2 separate regions of the Mus musculus genome follow, and region 2 is linked to region 1. The links are chromatin contacts, called in public HiChIP or PLAC-seq maps. All regions are on one chromosome and are shown on one strand. The core of a region is the stretch at or near the end of the contact, and the rest is flanking DNA. Distances in the headings are between cores, read along the strand shown. Region 1 holds the start of Arid5a (AT rich interactive domain 5A (MRF1-like)). Region 2 holds the start of Vwa3b (von Willebrand factor A domain containing 3B).

Region 1 (2,754 bases), core at 115-2,614:
AGCTTCCCACCGAGGGCAGCGGAAGGCCACTAGGAAAGAAGAGAAAGAGCAAGGAGTTTTTGAAGCCTGGTCCTCCCTCACTGTCAGACCTTAGTCTGTCTCTATGCCTCAGTTTCTCTGTAATAGAAGACGGGGTGGGGTATATAATTCTAGGCCATTCTGCCTCTGTCACTTCAAGTTCTAGGCCAAGCAGTCATTTAGGACACTAACTGCTGTAGAGACAGACCCTCTAGCTTAACATTCCTCACCCTCCCCTGCCCAGGCATCCATCCTCTTTAGACACTGAGATCCTTAGATTTGCATCAATTCCCAGCAGTGCCCGCGGGGCGGGGCAAGGAGCACCTGTTACACTCATCTGAAATGAAAGACTCTGCAAACTAGGGGATACAGCCTGAGCAGCACAATTTGGGATTAATTTGAGGCCTTCCCGGCCTACGGTTGGCCCCACTGTGCCTGTGGGTTAGGTGTGGGATGTGACCCCGGCCAGGGAGCAACGCCTGGGTAGTGAGTGCAAAGGGCCACAGATCGGTGGTGTGGTTGTGCCCCTAGTTCGCAATAAGAGCAAAGCCAAACTTGTTCGTCGCACTCTGGCAGCCTGAGCTTCTGCCCTCGGTCCACTAAACACCCCCAGTCCAGGGCCATCACCCTGTCCCTTTGAAGAGACCCGAGGGAAAAGAGGGAAACTCAGAAGATCAGGCGGGTAAAAAGAAACCGTCTTTCCTGCTGGGGGTTGGAAAGAAAAAGAAACAAAAAGAAAAAGGAAAGAGAAGAGAGAAGGAGCAGGGGATCTGAAGCGTGTGACCGTCAAACCATCAGCATGTCCCTTGGCAGAAAAGAGGAACCGTTGATTCTTCAAAGCGCATTGAGCAATTTCTTCAAAACCCGCGCAGTCACTTTCAGGAATCGCGGCCGCAGTGGGAAGCGCTGCGCGCGGCCCGGGCGCCTCGGTTTCTGAGAAGCGAAGCGCTGGGCTGGCACGGGGCAGGGAGGGGCCCGCGGCCGAGAAGCTGCTGCTGACAGCTGTCACAACAAATGGGCCCAGAGCAGCTCGAGATTGAAACCGCAGCAGGAAGTGTGGGCGGCTCAGTGAATTTCAGTCCAGACTCGGAGAGGAGAGTTTCGAGATAAACGCCTGGGAAGCCCCTGGCCGCCCCGACTTTCCACGAGAAGAGAGCACGCAGACATTCGGGTTACCCTGAGAGCCACGATCGCTCTGGGACCCCAGCCCTCTGACCCCGGCGCCGCCCGCCAGCCGCTTACCCATGGCCCAGCGAGAGCGCGCGTCGCTATGCAGAGACCCTCTACACGCACAGCCGTCCTGTCCCAGCGCTCTCGGCGCGACTGACTACCGGCGCCGCTCGACTGCCTCCTCCCCCGCGGACCCGCCCATGGACCCGCCCCCCCCCAGCGCTCTGGGCGCCCATTGGTGAATCCTATTTTCTAGAGCGGAGCAGACTCCGCCCCCTTAGACCCGAGGACGTCTGGGAGTTGTAGTGTGCGCCCACTTTGCAGCTAGGGGCTGATGTAAGAAACTCAAGAATCAACTGCTGTCGCATGTCTGTTGGTTTCCCTAGAGGCAAAACTAGAGTCTTAGAAAAACTGCCCGCTCTTTGTAGCTTGCCAAAGACTGGGTGGGGTTAAATAAAGTGCTTCTGGCTTTTACCTGAAGTGGTCCTGGCCGGTTCCATCCTTTCCAACTTTACACAGTAAGTACTGTTAGCCTACCAGAGGCCAATCTAGAAAGTCTGTGGTCCAGGCCTAATGCCCAAAATGCCCATGTCTACATATGTCATGTAGACTGAGTGAAAGCCACAAGATGGACCGTGCAAAGAGGAAGTGAACGAGTTGAGGGTGAATGTGGACAAGATTAGTAGAGAGAACAGTCATTTGGACCCGTGTGGGTTATAGAAGATGACGCTAAAACTTGAGATTTAAAAGCAGAAAGCCTTATTAGCTTGAACTCGAACTCTGTTCCTATTATGTAGTTAGTATCCCCGGAATCAAATTCTGTTGATTAACTATAATACTCATACAGCTCGGTGCATTTCATACCATCATTATCTTCATTATATAGAGCAAAACAGGCCTGGGTGATTAATTAGCTCATATTACTGGTCGGTGGTAGGGCTAGAGAATTGGGGCACAGAGGAAGGCTTCATAGTTAGCCCCCAACATTTTAGTGTTCCCCTTCACACTGAACAAATGGACAGTCTGCATTTGATGACTTTGACCCTCTGGGCTTTATCCATAAGCTCTGGAATGGCAGATCTGCAAGCTCAGCCTGGAGCAGACACCAGTGAGCTTGGTGGATAATTGTAATAAACCAGTGCTTGCCGATCTGGTAACAGGCAATATTGTGGTTGATATTTATTAACTGCTCAGAATAACGAGCAGAACAATGATTGTAACAGTGCCTCCCACATCCAAGATTACAAACCCCAGTCCACCCCAAGAGATCCAAGACTCTAGCAGAGATGCAATCTACCAAGAGATACCACCTGGAAACTTCACAGGCTTCTAGTCACTGTGTTCATTTGGTAAGGGTCGATTGGTTGGGTTAGCTACAGTGCCAGGTTAGGTATGGAGATCTGCACGCTGCCTTCAGTGTTGCAGTATAGACCATCCACTACCTCCTGGATTGGATACATCTATCAATGAGGCACTCACTACCTTTCAAAGCCACAGCTAATCCGACCTCTGAAAAGGAGGATCCTACCGTCCAGGCAGGAGAGCTCACTCTCAGGCAGTGCTGTT
Region 2 (2,700 bases), core at 159-2,658, 720 kb before region 1:
TCTTTGCTGCAGCCTCCTGAGTGCTGGGATTACAAGTATATATACCACCACCTCTGGTTGTCCGCAGTCCTAAAAACTTGGAGTTGTCCATCGAGCCATTGAGTGCCAGGGACAGGCAAAGCTCCCAGGACAGCAGGAAGATTAAGATGGATAAGACCTTTCATCCCAACACTTAGGAAACTGAGGCAGGAGGACTGGGATCACGCTAAGAGCCCTTCTTTGTCGGCTGCTATGCACCTGCCCATAGTGAGAAGCCAAGAACAATCCAGTCACTGTTCTTACAAGCCCTGGACCAGAGTCTAACTTAGACTCTATTAATTCAATTTGGATCCTTGGTAAACGTATGATCAACACCTCCAATCTTCATCCTTGCTAGTTTCTAAAAAAAGAAATCTGTGCATGGGGGAGGGAGGGAGGGAGTAGTATGGAGGGGTAGGAGATGGGGAGGTATGTTGTGGGAGTTCTGAACTCTGATTCTTCTGGGAAGAAAGGAAGCTGGGATGAAGTTCCCTGATGTATCCTGTTACAATTCTTAACAGTCTTATTCTTTCTATCCTTAAAAGGCAAAGCTAGGCTAAGAGCATCGCCTCAGATAAACGTGGGCAGGGTTAAGGGATTGAAATGGTCTGTGGGACACACTGTTGAGAACAGGACCAAGAATTGAAAACTGGGCTCGTGGGGTGGGGGTGGGGCTGTTAGGTCATCGCCGAGAAGAAAAGAAATGGAGAACTTCTGAGAAGATTAGAAGAACAACTACATGAGGTTAAAAGTCCATATTAGAAAGTGAAAGTGATGTGAATGCCCCCAAAAACCAAGAGGCAAGCAGAGGCTTTCTCCAGACTCAAACCTTTCACTCAAGAAGATCGCTTTGAGTTTGGATTGTTAAGTTTTGATCATTGCTTCTCAGAAATGAGTTTCTAATATACTGATCAGTATGCTATGTCCTCTGACTAACTTTGGCCTCTGGATAGACAAGCATTAGGGAGCTGAGCTTCTGCAAAGAGTGGGGGTGGGGGGAGAGCCCTGGGTAAGAAGGGCTCGCACACGTCTGCGACTTTGACTCTGAAATCCAGCTCTCAAGTGGGTGCGGCCTGGCCACTGCCCTTTCCCAGCAGAAGCGAGGTCCAGCTCGGAAATTACAAACTTGTTTTTTCCCTCACACAACCAGTTGGAAACCTGGAAGATCTGGTCTAGAAGGATGGTATCCCCCACTTAGTAAGTAATCTGTCAGTTGCGAGGCCAGGCGGCTTGCGTGCGTCAGCGACCCTCCCACCCTCCAGGGCCTCACTAACCAGAGCAGGAGGTGGGCGCGGCCAGCATCCCACTGCTGGACAAGGCTGTGACTCCCCCTGATGCTGGCGAAGGGTCCCCGCCTCGGGCACAGAGTTGCGGGAGTCCAGTTTCTGTTGACAACCACATCGCTGCAGTTGCTAAGACACCGCCAATCACAGCGTGGCTCGGGATCCGGCCCCGCCCACCAATGAGCCCCTCAGAGGGAGTAAAGAGATGATGGGGACTGCGAAGAAACTGGATGTTGGTGTTGCAAAACCAATTTGGTCCACCCGGAAAGAGAGCAGCCTAAGGCTCGTCCTCTGCGCCTGACCCTGGGAAAGTTGACAGCGGCAAATATTAGAGATTAGGTTAACAAATATTCAGATGGGCAGAAAAGCAGACGACTGCCCGCTGAAGGAAGCCTGTTCTCTCGATTTACTTCCGGCAGATTACCGCAGCCCGCGCCTTTTGTTTTGATTTCTCCCTCGGTATTATAAAGAGATCCTTTCTTCATTGCGTCTTTAAGGGAAGGAAACCTAGAGTTGGAGCGGTTCGTTACAGGTGCTCAGCTAGAAGGGGTGGTCAGATGAGCGTTCACAGTTTTGCCAGATTGTAACTTTGGACACAAGAGCTGCCAGGATCAAAAAAAAAAAAAAAAAAAAAAAAAAAAAAAGATTGTGAATAAAACCTCCTGGAGAGGAGGGGGGAGGGAAGCTGTGTCCGCAGAGACTGATTTTGACTGATTAGAATTTCAGTTCTGCAGAGAGGTTAGAATGTTGCTGTTCTGAAGGCTAATTGCCTTATCTTGGGCCAGTTCTAACCCCTCTTGGAGAGCCATTCCTTGCCCACTTCTGTGACCAAACTAACCTCTTGTGACTAAAAGATAGACGGACAACTAGCCTCCACCAATCCAAAGGCTAAGAATGTCCCACAGCATCTTGAAAAGCTTTCCCCACTCTCACCGTGCCTGCTTCTCTGGTGTGCCCTCCAAGGTACTTTAAATTTATCATGATTTGTGACTTTCTTTGTTCTATGAAAAGTTCATGAAACTGCTTCCACGTTGGAACATGGAGTTTGGGGTAAACTAAATCTGTGTTGTACAGGGCCACAGCTATTCAAAATGGCTCCAGAACAGGCTTGCTTATACCCTCTAAGCTGAGAGCTGTGGTTTTTGCAAATCTACAGGTAGTACTCCTATAGGGATTCGGTACTGCACTCTACCTAATGCTTATTTAGTCTTGCCTTACAAGCATACAGATGGCTCAAAATGCAAACCTGCCATTCTTCAAGCAATCACACTCACACAAAAATGTGCTTATGAAAATCTATAAGTAAAAGATTCTATAAGGGCTGGAGAGATGGCTCAGAGGTTGAGAGCACTGATTATTTTTTCAAAGGTCCCGAGTTCGATTTCCAGCACCCACATGG

Evidence for each region. HiChIP or PLAC-seq counts read pairs in DNA pulled down with a chosen protein or histone mark.
Region 2: a FOXA1 HiChIP or PLAC-seq map of pancreatic cancer cells shows a contact between it and region 1. The contact joins the promoter of Vwa3b here to the promoter of Arid5a in region 1. A contact is called at or near these places in 1 of 484 Hi-C or Micro-C datasets (CD8 T cells) and 2 of 115 datasets of contacts at active chromatin or transcription factors (memory CD8 T cells and pancreatic cancer cells).

The regions. Positions count from the first base shown.
Region 1 is chr1:36,306,343-36,309,096 of GRCm38.p6, reverse strand. Arid5a (AT rich interactive domain 5A (MRF1-like)) reads right to left here and starts at 1,364. Exons shown (of 7, transcript NM_001172205.1): 1 at 1,261-1,364. The coding sequence starts at 1,264.
Region 2 is chr1:37,028,021-37,030,720 of GRCm38.p6, reverse strand. It overlaps Vwa3b (von Willebrand factor A domain containing 3B), which reads right to left and starts at 1,408. Exons shown (of 28, transcript NM_001370828.1): 1 at 1,293-1,408.